Linked DNA regions of Mus musculus: region 2 is linked to region 1. A link is a contact called in public promoter capture Hi-C data. All regions are on one chromosome and are shown on one strand. Each heading gives the region's core, a stretch centred on a gene start, on an enhancer-like site or on the middle of the called end of the contact. The rest is flanking DNA. Distances are from core to core; before and after follow the strand shown. Region 1 overlaps Lmo7 (LIM domain only 7). Region 2 overlaps Lmo7 (LIM domain only 7).

Region 1 (6,506 bases), core at 2,904-5,403:
ATTCAGACCTTCAGTGTTTGAGTTAATTGAAAGCCTTAGAACAAATTCCCAACAGCTACTGATCTTTGTCCTGAATCCTATGCATTTAGTCAAAAGAAAAGAGAACCTGTTAGATGGCTCAGCAGGTAAAGGCACCTGACTATGCAAGACTAAAAACTGGAGTTTGATCTCCAGATCTCACATAAAAGTGGAAAAGACAACAAACTCCAAAAGGTTGTTCTCTGACCTCCATAATATCATACATACATACCACCTACATAATAATAAATGAATATGGAAGTTGCAATCCTTTAAATAGGACACATTTTCTAACATAGATAATGATAAAAGGAAAAAAGAATTTTACTATATCACATTCTATTTTAGAAAACAAATAATAAAGTATTGTATAGTGTTAATGTTAGTTTGTCTTAATATTAGTAACAAAAATCAATAGCATCAACATTACTAATACTCTACACATGCATATAAATGTTTATATCTTTAATTGATGAAAAAATAGAACACACTAAATGGAACGTTGAAACATTTGCTCCATCGATGAGTTACAGGAGAAAGAAAACTATTTTTTAATTCGTTATAGGGCAGTGGGCTGTGCACAGACTGTATGGTCCCTGGTCGAGCAAAGGTCTGGAACCCCAGTACCTGGTGGGTGCTGATTTCCACCTGCATGAGACAGAAGGTGGTCGACCATACCTCTTGGGCTCCCCCTCCCCAGCCCCCTGCTCCTGTTGCAGCTACAGCCTCCTACAGCTCCCTGCAAAAAGGTGTGTGATCATCAGTCATGTAAGAGCAGCACTAAGCCCTCCCACATGCAAATAAGGTTTCTCCAAATCTCTCAGATCAAACCAATGAGAAGTACCTGCTGTCAGACCCTTACCCACCCCAAAACTGTATATAAGAATTCTATCCAGAAGGATTAAAAGTGTGTGAGAACTAAAAAAAAAAAAAAAAAAAAAAAAAATTTGGTTGGTCCAGGTCTACTTGCTCTCTCTAGGTGAGACCCTTTCCAGATATGTTCATCAAGCAATTCAGGTTACAATTTAGAATAGAGACCTGAGTATTCAGGTGCAGAGTCCTAACTCACGGTGTTCTGGTTCTTTTGCTATTTTACCATGCCCTAAATTTCCCTCTCTGGTTTTGGAACCAGATCTGAACCTGTTCTTGGTGAGAATAGTATGGGCTTGCATATGCATACAGAGTTCCATCTGTAGTGGATATGTGTCTGCTTCCTGCCAGGATGATTGTGAAATAAGTTTCTAATACAGTAAACAATCCCCTAACTAAATGCTTTCTTCTATAAGAGCTGTCTTGGTCATGGTGTCTCTTCACAGGTATAGTACAGTGGCTAAGATAGTCTGTGGAACCTATCACAGTGGGGTCTGGGTGAACATGGCTGGGGTCTTCCGTTTCTTGCCCTGGAGCTAACTAACTTCCTTCTCGGTGGTGTTCTCTGCCTTGGAAGTGCATTGGTGAAAAGATAAGGCTCAGCAAGCAGTTCCATGGAGGAGAGAGGCAGTCTGTGGGTGAGGCACTGCAGCAGATGGCATTTGTAGGACAGATAGATGTCTTCAGATCCATAAATTACAGGTATTATAAGGAGGGACTAGCAGTGGCTCCCTAACAAGACAAAGCTTCTATAACAAGCTAATTCTGCACTTCTTATTCAGGAGTAAGAGGGGGAAAACCAAAGGCTGTAAAAAAAAAGTGTCAAGACACTGACTGGGATATAAAAATGTCAAGAAGCTGGAATATAGTGCATTTAAAAAATTCTATCTATCTGTATGTCTGTTTTATTCACATGTGTATGTGATGCATGCCAATGTATGTATAGATGTGCATGTCCATGCATGTGTACACATGTACACCACAGTATATGAAATCAGAGGATAACTTAACTATCAAGTGGACCCCAGAGTAGAACTCAGGTCATCAGACTTGGTGGCAAGAACCCTTACCCACTGAGCCATCTTGTCAACCCAACCTCCGACCATTAATTGCAGACCCTGAGGTCTACCACATTTGCCCCACCTTAGGGTTCCGACATCTGTAAATTAAATTGTTTCCTGTGTTTTCTCATCTCGACCTTCTTCTTCAAATACAAACAGGGCAAGTACAAACTTTGAGGTAAATTGCCAGTAATTCTGCTTAAAGTTTCCATAAATTTAAACACTCTGACTTCTTTAGCAGCTATTCAAGCTTCATCCATAGACACAATCACGGAGCCTGTTTTCGTCCATTTCAACTATCCCAAGGCCCTGGGAGCATGCATCTTGCCAGAATTAAATGAAAGCAGAGGCACCAAAGGGAAAGATTAGTGGTATAAATACATAAAATAATCATAAATAAAGTGGCCCATCCAGACTCTCCAGAGAAAGAGAATCAACAGGGTGGATATAGAAAAGGACTTCTTGGGTCAGTCAAATGGCTCAGGCGGTAAAGGTGCTTGCTGCTAAACCTGACAACCACGTGAGTTCAAGCTAATGATCTTACCTCAAAGAAAAGCAGCACCTCCTGAAAGTTGTCATCTAACCTTCACAAGTGTGAACTCACACACACACACACACACACACACACACACAATAAAGAAATAAAGTAATAAAAAATAAATGTTAAAGTGGAGGCTGCAATGTCCCAACCTGGAGACCCAGGAGAGTCCATGCCATGGTACTATTCCAAAGTAGGATGACCTGGAGGACAGGAAAGTTGACTGATCCTTCAATTCAGTCCAAAGGAGGGAAAGCCTGTGTGGCTGCTCAGGCAAGCAGAGAAGCTCCCTCTCCATAGAAAGGTCAGCCTTCTTCAGAGCAGCCTTCCACTGATGGATAGCAACTGATAGATAACAACTGATGGATAAGACCCACCCCCATCCGCTTTCCTTAATTTACTGATTCAAAGGCTAATGTCATCTAAACACACACTCATAAGCAATGCCAGGAATCACAGCTGACCAAATATCTAGGCATCCCTTATCACAGTCAAGCTAATACAGAAAACAAGCCATCGAAGTAACTGAACTATTCAACCGGCTTTCTCTCTTCCTAAGTTCCTTGTAGTCTGCTCCTCGAGTAGCCGCACTAACATGAGCTAGCAGCTTTATTCAGATAACACACGCCACCCATTGAAAACACACAGTGCACTGCTTCTCATGTATACTCACGGATACTGTGCACCCACAACCATAGGAACCACTAACCTGGGGACAACAAATTACATTGTTCTCAGAATATTCCCTTAGACTCCCAACTATGCCAGTGAGGCTTCCGCAGTCTGGCTTACCCACCTCTCCTCACACCAATCAGACCTAAGTCTTTTATAAACATACCCTCCTCTCTTCCTTAGATCTGGAAACCTCCCACCCACCCGCCCAAGATCAGTCCTCCAGCCACTTCACGCAGGCCCCTCTTCAGCATCATTATCCACTTACATCCCTTTCCCCATATAACTGCTGGCAACTAAGGCAGTCTTGTATTTCCTTCCCTGGAGTTATTAGCATGTATCAAACATTATTCATCTGCAGTATCCTGATGCGGCTCTCACCTCACTGCAGGGAATGCCGGCTCCCAGAGAGTAATTGTCTCAGCCTTCTTGGTAGCCTTGTCCCAAGTGTGAGAAAGTGGCCTGACCTCACAGTAGGCATTCAGTAAATGTTTCCAGGAAGGGAGGGCCTTCCTGAGACTTATCAAGGGACCAGGGCCTCACATTGGTTTCAAACCTTCCATTCTATTTCTTAGCAACCTCATTTGCTCCCCGATAGGCAATTCCTACATAGCGCAAATTACCTTAAAAGGGACTGTTCCAAATTCATTTGGATGAAACTATGAGATAATCCTACTCAGATACTGAATCAATTGGGTTTTTTTTTTTGGATTAATTATTTTTCAACTCCACAAGATAGAGTATTGGTTTAGCAATTCTAATTCATTAAAGTTATGAAAGAAAAAAGAAGCTGGCCCCAAGGCAGAAACTTGACATATAAATGTGGATCTCAGACTTAAAAACCGAGCAGCTTTGGGAGATCTGAGGAAATGCTCCTGAACTTGTGCCAGCAGGTGATTAAGAAATTGTGGCTGGAAATCAAACAGGAGTTTCCTGCTTTGCTGCACTACATCATCACTGGGTATCAGCAACAACTCAGGGGACCTATGCAATGACTCAGAGGGTAAAGGTGCTGGCCCTGCAAGCCTGGCAACCTGAGGTCAATGCCCAGAGCCTAGAGAGGTGGAAGCAGACACCAACTCCAATTCCACAGTTGTGTGCACGCACGCGCACGCGCACACACACACACACACACACACACACACACACATATAAATAAAACAACTCAAGGTTGACGGCAAGTTTTAAATTTTCATCCCTGATGACTCTTGTCTTTTATTGAAAGGAGGAGAGAAGCAAGGAGAGAAGGCTGTGTAAGCAGGTCACCCACCATGGCCGTCTTCATACGCCACCTCTCTAGAAGTGCTCAGGCACCCCCGCATTTATAGCTAACCTTTCTTACCAACAAGATGGCGTCACACATGCCCTGGCCAATAGATCCGATGCAGGGACTGTTTCAAAACATAGATGGCAATCCCCAGCAATCCCAGGGAAACATCATTACCAAAATGAATCAATTAACATGAAACCACGGAAAACATTTTTCATTCATCTCATTTTTAGTAGATGCTTAGCTTTTATGCTGTAATTTCTTACATGAGTAAGCAATATTGTAATATTACTACTATTATATTGTTTCCATAGAAGATGGAGTACCCAGAGCTTTACTTATTGGTGCTAGGATTACAGAGAAACGGTGAATATCAGTATATGAGAGGCTAGTGGGCATTTGAGACAGCTTGGGCTACATTATGACACTATCTCAAGAGAAATAAGTAAATATCTGTTTTGAATGTGACTGACAATAGAGCCATTTTAGCATTTAAGCTAGTTATATGACTTGGAGTGTGGTTTGTGGTCCCTCAGGAAATATTGCTCATTGTAGTTTAATAATGAAGCAATTTGCCAGGTGTGGGTGTGCGCTCCTTCATTCCCAGCACTCAGGAGGCAGAGGCAGGTGGATCCCTGAGTTCAGAGCCAGTATGGCCTACAGAGTAAGTTTCAGGACAGCAAGGGCTGGACTTGTGTTTCCAAAAACCAACATAATAGATGGTGATGATGATTATGCGAATTTAACTATTTTAATCAATCTTATTAATATCTTCTAATATTCATTATCTATTTGGAAATGAGTTAGAAACAGAGATATTCATCTTTTAACTCAATGGAGTATCAAGATCTGATACAATAGACATAAAACTGATCTATGGTGGCGATTTGAGAGAAATAAAATTGAAAGAGCATGAAACCTCATGGACACACAGAACCTTCACTAATTACCAATTGTGGTGAAATAAAAGCCTGAGAATGAAGCGGAGCTGAGCATGAGCAGACAGCCCATCATGGTGGCGGCTGGCTGTCTCCCTCTCCATACCTTCCCCAGCATATAAATGTTTATCTCTATCCCTCTGAAGATGGAAGATGAGGAACACAGCTGTCAGAATTACTAGTCATATTGACTTGCAATCAAACAGGCAAGGATGCACAAGTCAAAAAGAATTCACTTTCCACATGTTCTGAGGTAGAACTGAGAACTCAGAGTCATCTCCAAAATCAGCAGAAAACAAAAGATGCCCCAGGAGAGGACAGATCCCTGGATCCTAAGTAACTGTTTCATCTTGCTACTCTATAGACACGTAGACGTCTTAGGCTCTGATGTGTTTTCTGGGTTGGTTGGTCCGTAGGTTGGTTAGGAGGTAGGTTAGTTTTGTTTTGTGTGTTTGATTGCTTGTGAGATTTGCTGAGGAACATATGGAACCCAGAGCCTTAGATATGCTAGGGAAACATTGTTATACATCCAGTTCCGATGTTTTCTGTCCTTAAACACTAGAGTATGCCCATGAATGCATCTGATCATTATAACTGAGGAAATAATGCCTGTGAGCCCCAAACAGGTGAGTGGTTAGCCAGAGGAGTTCCTTAAGAAGGCAGTTGTTTGCAGGAGAGGGGCATTCATTTCCTTTAGCTCATTATATCTGTACTTCTTGAATTGTAGGAGAAAACAAACAAACAAACAAACAAAAGCATCATTGCCTACAGATTTTCACTCTTTCCTGAAAAGTAAAAAAAAAAAAAGAGGTGGGTGGTGGTACAGAGAGTCAGTCCACACCTAAGAGCAGCAAGGTAGCCAGGTCACCTTGACAGCAGGTTCCCAGGTCAAGTTTGCACGGCTTCTGGAAAAGAACAAGCTGAGGCAGGCACAATGAGGCTCCACTAAGTCACACCATCACGAAAGTGATGGATAAGGGTGACATCACACAAGCACACATCAACTCACCTAGAAAACAGCAGTCAGAAAGGACCCGGGCCTGCGCTGTCCCTGGACCAGCCATGACAGGCAAGAGAAGTGAACACACCCAACAGTATCCACTAGCTGGGATCTCTGCCCATTTCCTCCAATGAGGAGT
Region 2 (6,505 bases), core at 370-2,869, 93 kb before region 1:
CTCGTCATCCAAATTCAAATTTAATAACAGAGGAAACCGCTGGTACCTCAGACTCTTAGAAACAGAGCCGAGCCCACTTTACCGCTTCTGTTATTTGAAACACAAGTATTCAAGTTTGATGTGTAACCCAGCAGGCACAGTGTTGTTGTTGTTGTTGTTATTGTTATTATTATTATTATTATTATTATTATTATTATACTCTATTGTTGCTTTCTGAGAATGAAACCCAGGCTGACCTCAAGCTCAACTAATGTAGCAAACAAACACTGACTGTGAACTTTGAGTCCGTCTGCCTCCAACTTCCATGTGCTGGGACTTCAGGTGTGGATGCCCCTGCCCCTTTAATCCAGGATGGTCTTGAACTTTTAATTTTCCTGCCTAGCCTTGGCATTCGAGCTGGGTATGACTACACTCGGTTAGCTTATTCCTTCTTTCATCAGGGAGCTTGTATAAATATGTGTCAACACATTGTACAATTCTAGAAAAGTGAAATTTCAGAAAGTATAGTATTATACAGTATTTAGAAATTTTTCTGAAATCTCCACCGTCACATAAATTATTCACTTATATAACTATTTTTTTTAAGTTGTCATAAGAATTAGGAAAATTCTTGTCCCTAAAATAGCTCACTGAAGAAAAATTAGAGAAAACTAGAATAAAGACAAGGCATTATTTTGTTTTAGCCAGCTTGAATTAGGTGTGTGATATCACTTCAACTGAATAACCACAGAAAACAATAAGTTTAGTAAAAAAAAAAAAAAAATATATATATATATATATATGAATCAAAAGCACCAAGGACAGCTGATAAACTCTATTTATGGTCTGAGAGGAAACTTAATCTACTTTAAGAAGAATATTAGGTAATAAACACAACAGACACAAACCCAGTAGGTATCATAAAGCAATTTTTGAAATGTTTCATGAATCTTTAAAGAAATAGTAACATTTCAGATAGCAACAGTAAATCTCCTGTCATGTTGCAACTAAAATGTTAGATATTACTTTTAAGTTCCTCATAGCAAAACAGAGTTGAAACCACATTCAGGAGACAGAGGGTTAGACAGATGTGAGGATGAAGAGAAGCCGCATGCATCACACCTCACGAGGCAGTTCGTGCAGCTACACCAACATAGATGACTTCTCAGTGCTCCTGTGTTAGGTGCCACCAAATCTCCTTTACTTTACATTGCCTTTGACATCAACAGAGTCATCATTCTATGCCTTCCAACTCCATCATTCCAATAACGACAAGTAACTCTGCTCTTCAGGAATGGTATCTCCCATGACCAGAGCCAGGTTTGTTTGTTTGTTTTTGCTGTTTTGGGAAGTCTACCAAACATATGTTGGTGTAATCTAATGGCAAGCTGTGCAAGTGACGGAAGCAGGAAGCTGAAAATGAAATTCCTCAAGTCTTCCTGTTACCCGGTGGGGAAACACGTGTGTGTAGCAGCATCTCAGTGCGTGGGTGGTTTTGCTTTGTTTCCTTCACAAGGTTAAGAGAGGGGGGGGGGGAGAAACAGCTGGAAAGCTAGACAAAGGACACGCAAAGCCCGTTACCACAGAGGTAGACCCAGGAGCTGTAAGAAAAGCCTGGCCATCCTGGGGAAAGAAGGGAAACGGGTTACGTTGCTTGGTCACAAGAATAGCAAGATGGAAAGAGACTGGTGCCTGGAAGCACAGACTACAGAAGGCTGGAGTGAGAGATGAGATCATGAGAGCCCGGGAATAGTTTAGCTTGTCGGTTTACCTTGTTCAAAAAATTGTGATCGCCTTTTTAAATTTTTCAAAGAAATGGATTCTGATGCTAGTTGGAAAATAAGAAAATAAATACCACGTCATTCTTCCAATCCTTAGCAATATTATTTTCCAAATAACAAAATTGGTAGCCACTGAAGAGAAGAGATTATTTCAAGGCAGACACACACGTTTGAGTAGTCTACACGACATTCTAATTAGTAAAAGGAACCAATGCTTGTATTAATTATTTTTAGTCGGTAGCATCGTACCGTCACAGCAAGGAGAGGCATACAGTCTTCTTAAAGCATAATGTCCCCCAAGAAATGAAAACTAGCAGTTTTTGTTTAGGTTAATCAACCTAAAGTTAATTCTCCCCAAGCGCTTTTACAATATGATAAAGGGGAATTGAAAAGCATCTAGAGGAGACGTCAACAAAAGCAGTTCACCATAAAGAACAATCCAGTGAAAACAACTGCTGCTGACTTTTTAACTAAACAACCCTCGAGTAGCACAGAGTCCCAAGGTCACAATGTAGACGTCATATCAATTGGCTCTACTATTCGGGCCACTGGCAGAACAGAACAGGGATCCCTTCGATTTTAGTATCATGAAGGAATATAAGCAATTCTCATTTTAAAACTATGTGGATAAAGGAAAAAATAAAACCAACCCCAGCTTCTAATTATTAGAAATGAAGGGCAGAGATACTAATCACGGGAGATTCACAGACTTTGATCAGCTTTGTTCAATGTATCTGCCCAGGTATGTCTAAAGTCACCAAAACAAACAGTCCTACGACAAGAGGCCCTGGCTCATGGTGTAAGACCTGTAGCTTTTTCTAGCTTCTTTTCTGCTTATATGGACCTGAAAACTCTTTCTGGTATGTCTACAGAATAGCACACAATATTCAGTAGCTAGATTATTGCTGAACGGTCAAAGCAGAGAGTGAGAACTCTAACATCAGCCTGGACACTCTGCCATCTTTTTTCAGACAAGTGTGCCTTCCCTCAACTGTTGCTGCCATTGGTGTTTCTCTGCCAGGATCTGCCCCCTGCACATTGGTCCTTTTTAAAACAGTGAGGGAGGAAGGGCAGCCTCACCATTTTGTGTTTAAATGAAGATCCTTCTGCCAACACTCCATAGCCAGGAAGCTGCTGGCCCTGGGAAAATCTGTTCTCCCTTGGCTTAGGTACCCAGAGCCCTGAGCAGGCTGCTGAGCTTGTTTAGAGATCTTGACACATTCCAGGCTGGCACTGACTCCCTCTCACCTGGCCACAATTGCATCTACATGCTATTTGGTTTAAACTTGCTGTGCCTCCAGTTTTCCTTCACTTACAGATATTAACTTTTATGGCAGATCTTGAGCTTATGATTTACCATGTGCAACCAACAGAAGCAATTTAAGAGTGAGTTTTACCTTTTGAATCAAAGGGGTTACTTTCCTCGTGAATTCCATTGACTTCTTTGGATTCAGTATACTGGAAAGCGGGAGAAAAGCTAATTAACATTCTGTCTGATTGGACTTCGGAATTAAATAATGTATCTCTCATTAGGGAAAAGTATCTTTAAACAAGATGGGTTTTTCAGGGTGTTGATTAATTCCTCGTAGCTTATGTGTAGTAAAATCTTAATGTTTTTCATGACTCTCCAATACTTGTAAAAGGATTAATGACTAGCTGCAGGCAAAGATGACCATAAGTTTAATCAGTCATTGATGTTCTTAGAGGCATGATAGATAAAATAATCAGTCCTTCATTTGGTTTATATTTATGAGTAGTAAAACAGCCATTTAAGATTCTTTAACATTTCAATCCTTCAAAACTGTATTAATACTTTCTTATATTAGATAAGTTTATTCAGGTCAAAGTTTAAATTATCAACTGAAAATGAATAATTATGATTAGAAATAGATGCATTTTTTAAAAAAAACTGCATGAAAAAAATACTGCTTTTAACGTTTTGAAATTTCATACATTATAGTTTTTGAATCAATTCACAAAACTGATGATGTCTTGGTCACATAAGCAATCCAATCTATCAGATTCACCATGTAAGAATTAAGATGCTTTGTGAGGCTCCATGGTGCACACTTTACCAGTTGACTGGAGAGCACACAGATCACTTATAGCATGCAATCTTCCACATTAGCTCTTTCTCATTCACACAGATCTGAGAGAGGCCTGTGATGTTGACACTGGTGAGCACCACGGGCAGAACATCATTATGGGATGTCAATATCATTACATAACTCAATAATGATAGGCTGCTAATAAAAACGTATTTTCAAAGCTACACTTAGTCTAGGTACTCAGTATACCCTAACTTTATCTTATATTGTATCAAAATGATTTCACAAACCATTGCTTCCCCCATATCTATGGCCTCTAGGGGTACTCTGTTCTACTTACAGGACTCTGAAGGCTTTCAGAGAAATCAGTTGTGACTGATAAACTTGAAGACTTGTCTGAGTTGTAAATTCCTGATGTTGTATCGATCCACTTTGTTTCAGATGAACCTATAATTTTGGTAGCCACACTGGTAAGATTGAGGGTTTTATGCCGTATAAATGGCAGGGAAGGTTGGTCTTTGCCCCAGTCTGATTGGCACATGAAGATCAAGTAAGGAATACACATAGACGGTAAAGTGGAAAGAATACAGTTACTGAATGCACAGATATAAAATGTACACAGATAGATGTACAGACAGTCAGACAGGTGAATCAAGTCACATGTAAATGACAGAGACTTTAGGGCTTTAGCCAGCAGACCACCTTCCCAAGACACAAAAGTTAAAAAATCACGGTAGTTAGTAACAAGAAAACTAGCAAATGTGCTGATTCTTTTCTTAAATTGGGACTACATGTTATATGCCAATAGCAAAGACTGAAGAGACTCAATGCTCCCTTCCACCTGACCATCACCTATGACACAGAAACACTATGGTATAAAAAGCAGATTAAACTGCTATGAGAATAGGTAGGAACATGTCCCACTGGGACCTTGAGGGCAGCAGTATAGTTGAATAGTGCAGAGAACAGGAAACTGGACAGCCATTCTTTTTGGCTGTTCTTGTTTTTGTTTTTTTTTTTTTTTTTTCTGAGACAGGCTGTCCTGGAACTTACTCTGTAGACCAGCTGCCCTCAGGCTCAGATATCCACCTGCCTCTGCCTTTCCAGTCCTAGGATTAAAGGTGTGAGCCACCACTGCCCACCTCACACTGCCGTTTTTAATGCTTAGCTTTGTGATCATGAAGATCAAGTAACGAATACACACAGTTGCTAAAGTAGAAAGAATAGTTGCGACTCCCAGGTACAGATACATTTGCTTTTAATTGACATGTACATTCAGCTCTATCAGTTACAGAAAAAAGCAAAATGGTGTCGAATTCAGTAGATTTGCTAGTGAAGCATTTTCAGAAAGAATACTCAGAGGCAGTGTTTGTGATTTGTCCCAACAACGATGACAAAACAACTGTAAGCACAAAGCTATGTAAAATGGGGGTGGGGAGAGGATTAATGAAGCCAACTGTTAGAACCATCTGCCCAAGTTGGGTTTCCTTATTTAAAAAGCCAGACACAGTGGGAAGTGAACTCACCAGACTTTCCGTAACGCCGGACGTCCATCACTAAGTTTCCAGTTTCTTGGGCGTTTGCCATAACTTCCTCCCACTTTTTTGTATCCTTATATGAAAACTTGGTGTTATTGATGGCAAGAATTTCATCATCTACCTGCAGCTGAGAAAATTCTGCTGGGCTACCTAAACAACATAAAGGGAACAGTTGGATGAAGAGAAACCTGTACAGTATGCTCTCTGCTGTTTCTTTAAATTAAAGAGAATGACTTTTTCATCTCAGCAAGTTCAATTCATTTCCAGTAGGGGAGTAACACCGATATTTTCATATGTATCATATCTCAGATATATCTAATATCTGAATCCTTACACCACATGAAGTACCAAGGGCATTATTTATTTCATAGTCTCTATCTTTGTTTACATGGAAAGGAGAAATTTTAAATTCAGACAATAAAAAAATAACTTAATCATCTGAGGGACAAAGAGAAGCAATGTAATTATTTTTAAACTAAAAATGTGAAATATATACATTAATTGAGCATCAACTAGAACTCTGGGGGTGGGAAAAGAAGGGGAAAAAAAGAGTACCACATAAAACTACCACGAAAGCACAATGATTACAACAATTTTAAAAGAGCCAACTCAACACACAGTTCTGGATAATAGGAATCATTAAAGAGGGACCTCCTCTCATAGACAGATATCACTGTAGTTTTCAACCTTGAGGGCGTATTGAGCAGTTTCTGTGTTTGCCTTGACATAACCCTGGCTGTGGAAGAAGTAATCAGTCAGCAGAATTCCAAAGCACCGTCAACATACAAAACGTGACAGATAAAACATTATCAATGCTTAGAAAATATTCTTCATGGGAGGTGACCACGGACAGAGGGCCTAGCATGTGTGACACATTTGGGTCGAGCCACTGTAAACAACAATGTAAACAACCCCCATGTTGGTTGCCTTATGCACCTACCACAAAACACAATTGTTTACAGAAAACTTAGACTTTCAGGTAAGTACTACATGTTAACACTTCTAGAAATTGAGTCTTTAAAAAAAAAAAAAACCCTCTAAGGTTACAAAATAGAGCTTCTTCAAAACAAATGAATTAGGAAGGGAAAATAAACAATATGTAATTCCAACTATTTGTCTCAGGGAAGAAACTGTCCTTTGCCTCCACTGAAATGCATCT

Evidence for each region. Capture Hi-C pulls out chosen DNA fragments and counts their contacts.
Region 2: a contact with region 1 is called in a promoter capture Hi-C map of adipose tissue. The contact joins two enhancer-like sites. A contact is called at or near these places in 1 of 484 Hi-C or Micro-C datasets (nephron progenitors), 2 of 115 datasets of contacts at active chromatin or transcription factors (cardiomyocytes and extraembryonic endoderm stem cells) and 3 of 9 other capture datasets (adipose tissue, liver and pancreatic islet).

The regions. Positions count from the first base shown.
Region 1 is chr14:101,820,183-101,826,688 of GRCm38.p6, reverse strand. The region is part of intron 3 of Lmo7 (LIM domain only 7); the gene reads right to left. Among named protein-coding and RNA genes, the nearest start is that of Lmo7, 94 kb to the right of the region's middle. Within about 2 kb of position 4,153, at least 17 of the 459 cell types and tissues checked have an H3K27ac peak or open chromatin away from gene starts, as enhancers often do. A contact at or near this core is called in adipose tissue, where this site is marked.
Region 2 is chr14:101,910,990-101,917,494 of GRCm38.p6, reverse strand. It overlaps Lmo7 (LIM domain only 7), which reads right to left. Exons shown (of 31, transcript NM_201529.2): 17 at 5,335-5,496; 18 at 4,149-4,255; 19 at 3,158-3,218; 20 at 1,751-1,807. Among named protein-coding and RNA genes, the nearest start is that of Lmo7, 180 kb to the right of the region's middle. Within about 2 kb of position 1,619, at least 7 of the 459 cell types and tissues checked have an H3K27ac peak or open chromatin away from gene starts, as enhancers often do. A contact at or near this core is called in adipose tissue, where this site is marked.